Regions from separate parts of the Cricetulus griseus genome. Here region 1 is linked to region 2. Evidence: chromatin contacts called from public Hi-C data. All regions are on one chromosome and are shown on one strand. Each heading gives the region's core, a stretch centred on a gene start, on an enhancer-like site or on the middle of the called end of the contact. The rest is flanking DNA. Distances are from core to core; before and after follow the strand shown. Region 1 holds the start of CUNH16orf92. Region 2 holds the start of Cdipt (CDP-diacylglycerol--inositol 3-phosphatidyltransferase).

Region 1 (4,265 bases), core at 1,651-4,150, 130 kb before region 2:
ATGGCCGAGGTCAGCACACCCTTCGTCTGCCTGGGCAAGATCCTCATCCAGGTGAGAATGATCAGAGGGCCTAAAGGCATGTGGGGTGGGCATGTCTGGGGAATTTGGGGAATTCTTAAAGGCCATGCAACCTTTCAGCATAGGGGTATGTGCCTACAACACTGGCACTGGGAAGGCTGAGGCAGGAAGATCATGAATTTGAGACCAGCCTGGGTAATTGTGGGAGTCTATCTCAAAAGACAAGAATAAAGCTGGGCAGTGGTGGTGCATGCCTTTAATCCCCACACTTGGGAGACAGAAGCAGGTGTATCTTTCGCTGTGAGTTCGATGCCAGCCTGGTCTACAACATGAGTTTCAGGACAGTCAGGACTGTTTACACAGAGAAACCTGTCTCAAAAACAAACCAAAGATTGAAAGAAAGAAAGAAAGAAAGAAGGAAGGAAGGAAGGAAGGAAGGAAGGAAGGAAGGAAAAAGCGAACTGAGCAGGTGCAGTGACAGGTGGGGGAGGAGCCATAGGCGGGGCGCAGGGGAGGCGGCTGTGTAGAGAGGCCTCTCCCTCTCCTTCCACGTTGTTCTGTCCACAGTACAAGCAGCAGCACACGTTGTTGCACAAGGTGAACGGCGCCCTGATGCTGCTCAGCTTCCTGTGCTGCCGGGTGCTGCTCTTCCCTTACCTGTACTGGGCCTACGGGCGCCACGCCGGCCTGCCCCTGCTCTCAGTGCCCCTGGCCATCCCGGCCCACGTCAACCTGGGCGCCGCGCTGCTGCTCGCACCCCAGCTCTACTGGTTCTTCCTCATTTGCCGCGGGGCCTGCCGCCTCTTCCGACCCCGAGGTTCCCCACCACCCTCTCCTTGTCAGACTCAGGACTGAGGCTGGGGCCTGGGAACCCCCCTCCCCAGCCCCTGTGGAGACAGAGCTTTGGGGCCAGTGGGTGGGGGGGGTGAGAGCCAGGAGTCCCTTGCCTTGACAGGCCCAAGACAGAAGGACTCAGAACGGGGAGGAGCTAAACACCCTCAGGAGCTGAGGTCGGATGATTGGAAGGCAGGGAGAGAGGGGACCGGGATAAAGAGGCTCTTCCGGCCTCACAAAATGCAAGGAAGAGGGAATGTTAGACAGTGTGCCGAGGTCTGGAGAGCTGGGCTCAGTGGGACCAATGAGTCAAGGGACATGGGGGTGGCCCCGCTGCCAAGGACATCCCAGCTCCGCTGCTGCAAATCCCTCTCTGCTCCCCATCACCTGGGAGAGAGAAGACACCCTAACTCATCCCAAGGGGGCCACCAGGGGGCAGGGGATCCCCACAGAGCCTTCCTGTGGAGACCAACCTGAGGAACCTTATTTATTTATTCGCCTAGCTCTAATTTGTTGGGGTGTGGGGAGGGAGGTAATTGCTCCCCTACAACCTTCCCAGCGCTGAGCAACCCTGGGGGCAGGCAAGGGCACCAGTCCCTTCCGTTAGGCTGCACATTTCGCCCTCGGGCCCTGGCTTGTCCCTGGTGCTACAGACCTCTCACGGCTTCCTCCAATCTGGGGTCACTGACCCTGGGAGGTGCTTTTACAGACCGCTAATAAAGACGATCTTCGTGAACGCCAGCAAGACCCTCGTGTCCAGTTTTGGGGGGCTGGGAAGGGAGGGCGATGACTACATAGAGGGCCAATGAGCTGTGAGGAAGGAAGGAGGCGATGGGGGGGGGGTGGATGGCCACATAGAGGGCCACAGGGCAGCCTGGGAAGAAGGGGAGGTGTGGATGGCCACATGGAGGGCCACTGCTCAGCCAGGAAGGAAGGAGGCACCGCCTTTATTTCTCAGCAGAAGACCTGGTAGGTGTGTGGCACACAGCAGGGTCCAGGGCTCCTGGCCAGCTCGTTTAGGCTCCTTTCTGGAAGCTCCTGAGGAGTGTGGAGATCAAATTGGGAGGGGTCATGGGAGACTTGGGACCTCTGGCAGGGGTAGGGCAGGAAGTGGGGACAGAACTCACACGTGCGTGCAGAACTGGAAAAGGAAGAGGAAGAAAGCCACTGCCAACATGCCCACCAGGATGTGCTGGAAGAGCCCAGGGCCGGAACCTGCCAGACAAGAGCAGATTTTCTCCAGGCCCTGCCAGGAGGGGGACCCCTTGATCAAGCTGATTCATACCTGTCTTAACAAAGGTCACAGGTTTCTCTCCAATAAACTGGGCCACAGCAAAAAGACTATCTTGGTCTGAGTCTGGGTAGTCAAAGAAGTCAGGCCTGTCTATGAAGAGCTGGGTGTCGGCTCCTGGTGTCGAGGCCTTGGTGACATCTCTTCTTGGTGCTAGGAACAAAGCAAAGTCTGTGACTAGAGCCCTGCAGACCCACTGTGCCTACCCCCAGAGGTCAGGCAAACTCAGGGCCCTGCCTGTTCTGTCCCCTGGGCTGGCCGAGCTCCTATCAGAAGCCCACCAAGTCTGAGACAGGGACACCAATGCAAAATCAAAGGGAAAGGTTGGCTGAAGAGCCTTGGCTCAAGGCTCTAATTCTATCACTTGGGAAGCAAAGGCAAAAAAGATTGCTGCAAGTCTGAAGTCTGCTTGGGCTGTATAGTGAGCTCTAGGTCAGCCTGGGTTACAGAGTGAATCTTTGTCTGAAAACAATACAATAAAATGAAAAGGGAGAGAGGGAGCGAGGGAGGAAGAGAGGGAAACAAAGAAAGAGGGAGAGGAGGGGAAAGGACTGGGAAGAGGAGGGGAAGGGAGGGAAGAGGTGGGGAGAAAGGCCTGAGGCTGAGCTGGCCTCCTGGTCACAGCCAAGCTTTCTCCTTGCTCTCAAGCCTCCTTTATTCCTGCATCCCCGAGCCCCAGCTTCCCACCTGTTTCTACAGTCCCCAGTTCAGCCATCCACAGGCACACCCATACGGACACCCACTGCCGCAGCTTCATAACCCCTTCACTGCTAGGAATGCGTGGGATTCTATGATGTCACAGGCCAGAGCCATTCCGGTAGCCTGACTGTGGGGTCCTTCCAGTTCCTGATGCAGAAGGGCCCACTGAACCTCATCCTCAGGGACCACACTGACAACAACAGTAACAGTGGTGGAGGTCTGGGGCTGTGGCTCAGGGAGAGACAGCTTTTGCTCAGCATACACAAGGCCTTGGGTTCAGTCAATTGTCACCAGTGTCCTAGAACTTAGCTAGGACTATGCAACCATGCATTTGTGCAGCAGCTATATTTGGGAGGTAAAGTGGGCTACACAGCTCCAGTTGTCCTTTGGATCAACCACAACTATTATTTATTGAATACTTATTAAAATGCCAAGAAATTTGCACAGAATGCAATTTTGTTAGGCTTATGTAATTTTCAGAAGCCTTAAGAGGGAGGAGCAAACCAATGTGTAGGGGAAGAGATGGGTGGAGGCTTTACACTTTCCAAGGTGTGCATTTTTCTATCTGGGGCTCCCCTAGTGCAGTCAAGGGTCTGCGCTGAGACTTGGTCTTAGTGCTTAGCAGAGATAGAAGCGCACAGAGACGAAACAGCAGTCTTTTCCACCAGGTGGCAGCAGTGTTCGTCAGACCGTGCCATCATCTCTCCCACAGGTCACACCGGGTGCGGCAAGCAGGCTTCTCTCCGGGGACTGGCTGCTGTCGAGAGTGGACTGGACTCCCCCAGCTTATTCCAAAGCTAGTCTCTTGACCATTCAAAGAACCTAGTTTAATCACCTCACTGTAACTCAGTTTCTCCTTTGTGGCATTGGTGGCGTGTGTGCGCACCACCACCACCAAGCCACATACCTCACATCCTCGTCTCTCCCCTCTAGTTCCCACAGTCCTCCTGGTGTCACTTCCTAATTGCGACTTGCACTCCACAGGCCCCGTCTCGAGTTGTAAGAGGTAGCTCGCCTCTGATTGGCAGTTAGGCCTGTCTATCACAAATATATTCCATCCCACCCGGGCCAAGGACATTTCAGGGTCTCCCTTGATTGCGCTATTGCCTGCGCTTGTTATACAGACTCCTAGCTACTCTGTTGCTCCACTAGCTCCTAGGTGGCTCCTCGCTAAAGGGTCCTGTCTTTCCCTCAACAACCCACCTGTTATCCACATAACAGCCTTGCCACTATGCGCTTTGCTTTTCTTTTCTTTTTTCTTTTTCCTTCTTTCTTTTTTTTTTTTTTTTTTTTTTTTTTTTTTTTTTTTTTTTTTTTTTTCGTAGACCAGGCTGGTCTCGAAGTCACAGAGATCCGCCTACCTCTGCCTCCGGAGTGCTGGAATTGATTTTCATTGATATGTTTAGTGTGTTTGTGAACTCAG
Region 2 (7,193 bases), core at 2,597-5,096:
AAGTCCTGCAACTGGTCCAAAGACTTGTTGGTTTCAAAGGTAGCATCGCTGATGACCAGGAGTTCCTCCCAAGATGAGGTGGTTAGCAAGTTGCAAGAGAGGGGCTTTGAGGCTTTCACTGAGGAGCAAAGTGGGGAGGGCAAGAGGCCGAGAGAGCAGCAATAGGGATCATCCTCCAGTTGTCAGGCTGTTGGGGAGGGCTCCCTGGAAGACAGAGCCAACTGCTGATTCTTTTCTCTTAAGGAGTCTGGTTTATCCTTCCTTCACCCCGCCATCCAAGCCATGCACCACCCCTGAATAGAGCCACCATGCTCAACTTCTCTCATAACCCCTCTCTCCAAGGACACATTCACCTACATCCTCATTCCATGTGTTCACTTACAAGTCTATCCATCATCCCTTCCCCATCCTTCCGCTCCATCCACATGCTCACCCATTCATTACTCACCTATCTTCCCACCACTCATCTTTCATCTCCCACTTCTGGAGAGCAGGGGCTTTATTTTGCTCGGTGCTGCACTCCAGGACAGTGCTGCTGGCCATACAGCAAGTGCTCAGTACATGCTCAGTCAACATATCCATTCATCCATTTACCCATGTGCCTCCTATGTCTTCAACTCATTCATCCACTCCCCATCTAACATTTGTCTGCTTTGTGTGTGTGTGTGTGTGTGTGTGTGTGTGTGTGTGTGTGTGTGTGTGTTCTGCCTGCATGTATGCCTGTACGCCAGAAGAGGGCACCAGATTTCATTACAGATGGTTGTGAGCCACCGCGGTTGCTAGGAATTGAACTCAGGACCTCTGGGAGAGCAGCCAGTGCTGTTAACCTCTGAGCCATCTCTCCAGCCCTTAATTTAAAAATTTATTTATTATTTATCTAGTTATTTTTTTGGGGACAGGGTCTATGTGGCCCTGGCTGACCTTGAACTCACTATGTAGACCAAGTTGTCCTTGAACTCACAGGACTTACCCACTCTGCCTCCAGAGTGCTGAGACTAAAGGTGTGAGCCACCAAGCCTGGCAGGCCCTAGATCATACAAGCTGCTGCTCACAACCTCACTAAGATACCTCCTTGTGCCTTGGGTTATACAATCTTACTGCTTAGACTACTTATATCAGAGCTGTTTTCCTAGAAAATTCTCTTTTTTTTTTTCCTTTTTAGACCAGGCTGGCCTCAAACTAATTGAGATCAACCTGCCTCTGCCTCCCCAGTGCTGGGATTAAAGGCGTGAGTCACCACAGCCTGATGAAAGTTCTTTCTTTGAGTGTTACCTTCTTCAGGAAGTTCCATGATACCTTTCCTTCCTCGCCCAGTTGAAGATGAGGCAAAAACAGTCTTACTGTTTTCTCTTCTTAGGTAGCACCCTTCCATATCATGCTGTCATTGCCGTTAACTTGACCTGGCCTAATTCTAAACTGAATTTTGCTGAGAATGGCAAATTAAATGGCACACCTTTAATCCTAGCACTGAGGAGGCAGAGGCAGGCAGATCATTTTGAGTTCAAGGTCAGCCTGGTCTACATAGCAAATGTCAGGTCAAGTAAGCTACATAGTGAGACCCTATCACAAACCAACAAACCTCTGAATTCTTCAAGGGCTGAGTCTATATTATAGTGCATTCTGTGTGTCCCAAACTTCTAACATGGGGAGGGGCACATAGTGGAAACTGGAAATGTTGAAACTGAATGACCTTATACAAACCTTTTCACGAGGAGATGGTAGAAGGTGTGCCTTGCTGCGGGTTCGATTTCTGTCAGAGCTGGAGATGGCAGAAGAAGAAAGAAAGCTGAGCATGGTAATCTGCAGGATCAAAACTCCCTGTACTTAGCTGAGTGTTGGTGGCGCACACCTTTAATCTCAGCGCTCGGGAGGCAGGGGCAGGCGGATCTCTGTGAGTTCGAGACCAGCCTGGTCTACAAGAGCTAGTTCCATGGCAGCCTCCAAAGCCACAGAGAAACCCTGTCTCCAAAAAAAACCAAAAACAAAAACAAAAACAAAAAAACAAATTCCCCGTACCCTGCTGGGATGTTATAAACCCTTGCTCTCATCCACAAGCTCCTCACCCTTCTCCCAGGGCAGAGCCTCATTTACCGTGTATCTGTGCCGCGGGATTTGTTGAAGAACACTGGAAATAGAGGCTCCAGTTAGAGAAGGGACTTTCCCCATGGTTAGAAAGAGCTGTGGCTAGAGTGAATGGGGGCAAGGGACTCCTGGCTAGCAACAATGAGTGGGTTACAGGGTAGGGAGCACTGTGCCTAGGACTGGCACTGAGGAGGAAAAATGGGCAGATTCCTGGGGAGGTCAGCTATGGCTAGAAAGGAGTCAGGAACTGGTCCCTAGATGAAGAGGGAAAATTCACCATGTCTAGATATCTGAGTCCCTTGGTCTTTTGTCTGCTTTTCCTTGATGGGCACAGAGTTCATGTAGGATCGAGCAATAAACAGTGCTTCATCAGTAAGTTCTGCGCTGATCTGGCTCAGGAATTCTTCAGAACGGGATAATGAGACTTTCTGGAAAGGAAGTTAGAACTCAGTCTGCAAATTCCCACCCGTCTGTTGTCTTCCAGGCTGCAGGCTCTACGTCTGAGGAATCTGGTATTAGAAGGTTGAGCTGTGTGATATGACTGAAAGGCCCTTGACCCAGAACGCAGTCTGTGAGACTTCAGGACTAAGGATAAAGGCGCGTGGCTTACAGCCAGACTGCCTGCCTTGCTTCCCTTCCCTCTTTCACATTCCCGCTGTTGTTCACCTGCCCTCCACCTAAGGAGGCTGGAGTTTGAGGTGGCCAGCTGTCTTTTGTATCCCCATTCCTGGCAGATGTGGATGCCATCCCCCTGGAACACAAAGTTTGGGTTAAGACGGAGAAACTTCCCCACCACCCCCCCACCCCACCCCCCACAGATACCCCATCTCTCTGGGCCCAGATTTAGTCCATGCCTATAGCTCAAACACCCCACTGTCTCAGCCCTGTCCTTGAAAAAGTTTGGTGTTTTGCCTATAACTTTGAGGGGAAGGGCTCTCAGAGTAACTTCCTCCCCCATTCCCTCCAAAGCCCTTTTTTCTTCTTCTCTGCCAAGGCTCTTCCTAAGGCAAGGCAGCCAACATGCAGCCCCCGACCTGGCTGATGGGTTGATGGGCTACTCGGCGGGAGGGGAGATGGAGAGGTTTAAGAGGACCCTATGATGGGCCTCAGGGGATAGGGAGTTGGGATTGGGGCGGAAGGTTGGAAAGAGGGAGAGCCAGGGAAGAGCTGCTCTGGGTTGCTATAAAGACCTAAATGTTTGCGGAGGTTCTATAGTTCCGTTGCTAGGATACTGAAGGTTCTAGAACTAAAGACATTTTCCTAGCGTGCCACGGCTACTCTCCAGGTTCCTCCTTGGAGGTGGTGACCCCAGCGTTATTTCGAGGCATTTGGGAGATGACGTAGGGTGGAACCTGGGCTCTAATCCTCCCACCACCAGGGCGGCGCTAGAAGCAAGAGTCAGGCGCGCCCCGAGCCTCTCTAGCCATCTCTTTCCCGCCTGGGTCCGGGAGAGCGATCGCGGCCGCAGACGTAGCGGGCGGGGAAGCGATGTGGGTTGTACTAAGTCACCCGGTTTCTCGGGGAGGCTCAAATTCGGGACGCCGGAATCTCACCGCCTTACCTTTGCCTCCAGGAGTTTACTCCCTCTGTAAAATAAAAAATGAGGACTCTCTTTCAGGTCTCTTCTGCTTTTCCCTTTCCAGTTCCTTCCTCTGCGGATGGCTCTCAGCTCCCTCCCTCCCTCGGTGCGTTGGTACGAGCCGAACCAAGGGGCGCCGGCAGGAAAAGGAAGCAGGCAGACCTTAAAGGGGCCTCAGCTACTATTTATTTAATTTATTTATTTATATTTAAAACACCGCTCTCTCCTTCCTCCGATGCTGTTAACGTCCCCGACAGAAGAGTAAGCCTAGGGGAGCCGGGCGCAGCCAGCAGCGGAGCCAGCTGCTGGAGACGACAGCTCCTGCCCATCGGAAGGCCAGGGGTGCGTGAGCTGCGCCCAGGGGCGTCCTGCGCCCTGGCGCCCTGCGGGCTCTAATAACTGGGGTTGCGCGGGGGAACTGGGCCCCGGGCTCAGGTGGAGCGGCTGATGTTCCGCGCTGAAAGGTGAGGCCGCGCTGGTGAGACTGGGACAAGTCCTTGCACCTCCAGAGCTGGGCCAGGGCGACAAGGGGAACCGCCAGGATGCCAGAGGAAAATATCTTCCTCTTCGTGCCTAACCTTATCGGTGAGTGCTGTCTGTGGCCCCTACCCTAGCGGAGGGCGAGGGACCGTGAGCTGGCTTCCAGATCACAACCTGTCCCTTTCCCTTCCTGTCCCAAGGTTATGCCCGGATTGTCTTCGCCATCATTTCCTTCTACTTCATGCCCTGCTGCCCCTTCACGGCCTCCTCCTTCTATCTACTCAGTGGACTTCTAGACGCCTTCGATGGACACGCAGCTCGAGCCCTTAATCAAGGTGACAGAACTCTACCACCACCACTTGGGGAACCAACATTCCCCTGCCCTTTTCTTGCTTTCCCAGAACCTCAGAGGTAGATGGCTCATTCCCATCTCTGTAAGAAAACAAAACAGGGGTTTTTGCGATGATTTAAGCCTGGGATTTAAGCTTGCTCTTTAGTACCGACTGTTCACGCCTTATGAAGGGTGTGACTTAACAGTATGACCTAAAGTGGACATAGCCTTGTGAATGGAAGAGGTCTCTCTGGATAAATTCCCTTCGGGTCGGGCATGGTGGCTCTTGCCTGTAATTCCAGCACTGGAAAGGCAGACAGAAAGATTGCTCCAAGTCAAAAGTCCTCTTAGGCTGCATATTGAGTACAAGGTGAGCCAGGGCTACACAGCAAAATCCTGCAAAAATAAAAGTCATTGGGGCTGGAGAGATGGCTCAGAGGATAAATTTAGAAAACTTAACTGCTTGGCTGGGTGGTGGTGGCGGAGCAGGCCTTTAATCCCCAGCTCTCAGTAGGCAGAGGCCTTGTGAGTTCAAGGCCAGCCTGGTCTACAGAGTGAGTTCCAGTTCTGGCTGTTAACACAGAAAACCCTGTCTCAAACAAACAAAAGAAATGTTTACTGCTCTGTTTTTGTTTTTGTTTTGTTGTTGTTGTTTTTTCAGAGACAGAGTTTCTCTGTGACTTTGGAGGCTGTCCTGGAATTAGCTCTTGTAGACCAGGCAGGTCTTGAACTCACAGAGATCCACCTGCCTCTGCCTCCAGAGTGCTGGGATTAAAGGCGTGCGCCACCAACGCCCAGCTGTTTACTGCTCTTGTACAGGACCTAGGTTTGGTTCCCAGTTCCCACATGGTGGCTTACAAACCACCTATAACTCCAATTCCAGGGGATCCAGTGTTGTCTTCTGGCCTCTGTGGGCACCAGGCACACATGGGATGCACGTACATATGCGTAGACAAACACTCATACCATAAAATAAAAGATAAATAAGCTTTAAAAAAATATAAGTAAATAAAGTAAAATTCCATTCAACAGGTGTTTACTAGGGGGCTACTATGTGCTAGTCACAGACAGTAGGGACTCCAGAAGGGGTTTGAGCAGGGTGGGGGGAAGCAGGTGGTGTTTGGAGCTTTGACTAATGAGTTCTCCAGATCCATCTCTTACACTGCCCCTTAGACTTGGGATCTGCTTGCTTTTCTTTGGGGCCTTGGTTCTGGATTAGAGGAGTTGAAGATAGAGCTTCTCTATTTCTCCAGCAGCTCTCCTGCCACAGCCCCATGCCTTCTCACTTCCTGTCCTCATAATCCCCATCCAACTGGCTTCACCATCTATGACAGCAGCCTGCTTTCCTCCTCAAGTGTAGATGGAAGAAGACATTTTCACACTCCTTTCCTACTCGGCCCCGAGTGGTAGGCCAGATGTGGGCAACCTGTTATGGATCCGCTGTGCCAAACAGTCCCTCCAACTTAATTTTTTCAACTTAATTATTTTTCAGGAACCCGGTTTGGGGCCATGCTTGACATGCTGACGGACCGTTGTTCCACCATGTGTCTCTTGGTCAACCTGGCCCTTCTGTACCCTCGAGCCACCCTTCTCTTCCAGCTCAGCATGAGCTTGGACGTGGCCAGTCACTGGCTGCATCTGCACAGGTCTGCTGTGAAGCTGGGGGTGCTTGCTGATGGGTGGAAGACATTACAGTGGGAGGGCGACTGGGATGACTTCAGGCTCCCTGAGAGAGGTCTTCCTTTTTCTTTCCCCCTTGAGACAGCAGCCCAAGGCTTGCTTAGAATTTAGTGTGTGCCCAGGTAGGCCTCAAATTCATGACAGTCTTCCCACTTCAGCCCCCTGAGTGCTAGAATGATATGCCAGCATGGCCGTACCCTTAGCTGAGGCCACTTTTTAAGTCCCTGGGTGAGTGCCGTGTCTCTGAGTGAACTTGTCATGTTTACAGGTGGCTTAAGCAATTTCTAGCATGGGCCTGGCTGGATATTTTTGGATTCCAAATTCGGGGAGAAGCACGGGTGCTTTATGGTGTGGCATTTAATCCTGAGTTTGCCCCCACCTAGGGAATTAGAAGGCTTTGAACACAATGCAGTTCTCAGCTTCACACCAGCTCCTCCCTACAGTAGAGGCAGTGTCAGTTGGTGGGGTCATGGGGCGGATGTGGTGGCAGTGAAAGCTTAGGAAGTCTCATGATTTTTCTCCCCAAGTTCTGTGGTGAGAGGCAGTGAGAGCCACAAGATGATCGACCTATCTGGGAACCCTGTGCTTCGGATCTACTACACTTCTAGGGTGAGCGCGTCTTGCCCCTCCCCTACTTGATCTGAAAATGGGAAGTCTTGCTAGACCCGGTCAGGAGAGAGTGGCTGACACAGCCATCTAAGCAGGAGTAGTCCTTGGGCTGAGGCATGGTGAAGGAGAATTGGTGGGAGGTCTGTGTGAATCCTCCTGGCAGCAGTGAGAATGAGGCTCTGAAGGAGAGAGGACACAGACAGACAGACAGACAGACAGACAGACAGACAGACAGAGACAAAGAAGTGTGCAGTAGGGTGCAGTGTGCAGCCAGCTGAGGGGCATTCTCCTGTGTGTCAGAAGTCCCTGTGGGTTAAAGTGGAGACCTGGCCCTGCATCTTAGACAGTCTTATATTGTACGCAGCCCGCTCTGTTCACCCTGTGTGCTGGAAACGAACTCTTCTACTGCCTGCTTTACCTGTTCAATTTCTC

What was found. A called contact is a pair of places that touch in the nucleus more often than the background predicts.
Region 1: a contact with region 2 is called in a Hi-C map of fibroblasts, with 2.5 times the contacts expected there. The contact joins the promoter of CUNH16orf92 here to the promoter of Cdipt in region 2. A contact is called at or near these places in 3 of 8 Hi-C or Micro-C datasets (the CHL-YN cell line, the CHO-K1 cell line and fibroblasts).

The regions. Positions count from the first base shown.
Region 1 is chr3:73,907,763-73,912,027 of CriGri-PICRH-1.0, reverse strand. CUNH16orf92 reads right to left here and starts at 2,900. Exons shown (of 4, transcript XM_027404721.2): 1 at 2,831-2,900; 2 at 2,138-2,296; 3 at 1,980-2,067; 4 at 1,869-1,890. The coding sequence starts at 2,900. The coding sequence ends at 1,869. It overlaps Tlcd3b (ceramide synthase), which reads left to right. Exons shown (of 5, transcript XM_027404623.2): 4 at 1-51; 5 at 586-1,557. The coding sequence ends at 873.
Region 2 is chr3:73,773,608-73,780,800 of CriGri-PICRH-1.0, reverse strand. Cdipt (CDP-diacylglycerol--inositol 3-phosphatidyltransferase) reads left to right here and starts at 3,846. Exons shown (of 6, transcript XM_027404593.2): 1 at 3,846-4,246; 2 at 4,342-4,476; 3 at 5,965-6,118; 4 at 6,680-6,761; 5 at 7,126-7,193. The coding sequence starts at 4,204. LOC100754044 (putative protein T-ENOL) reads right to left here and starts at 3,772. Exons shown (of 6, transcript XM_035442205.1): 1 at 3,644-3,772; 2 at 2,749-2,833; 3 at 2,360-2,510; 4 at 1,702-1,759; 5 at 449-532; 6 at 1-204. The coding sequence starts at 2,829. The coding sequence ends at 183.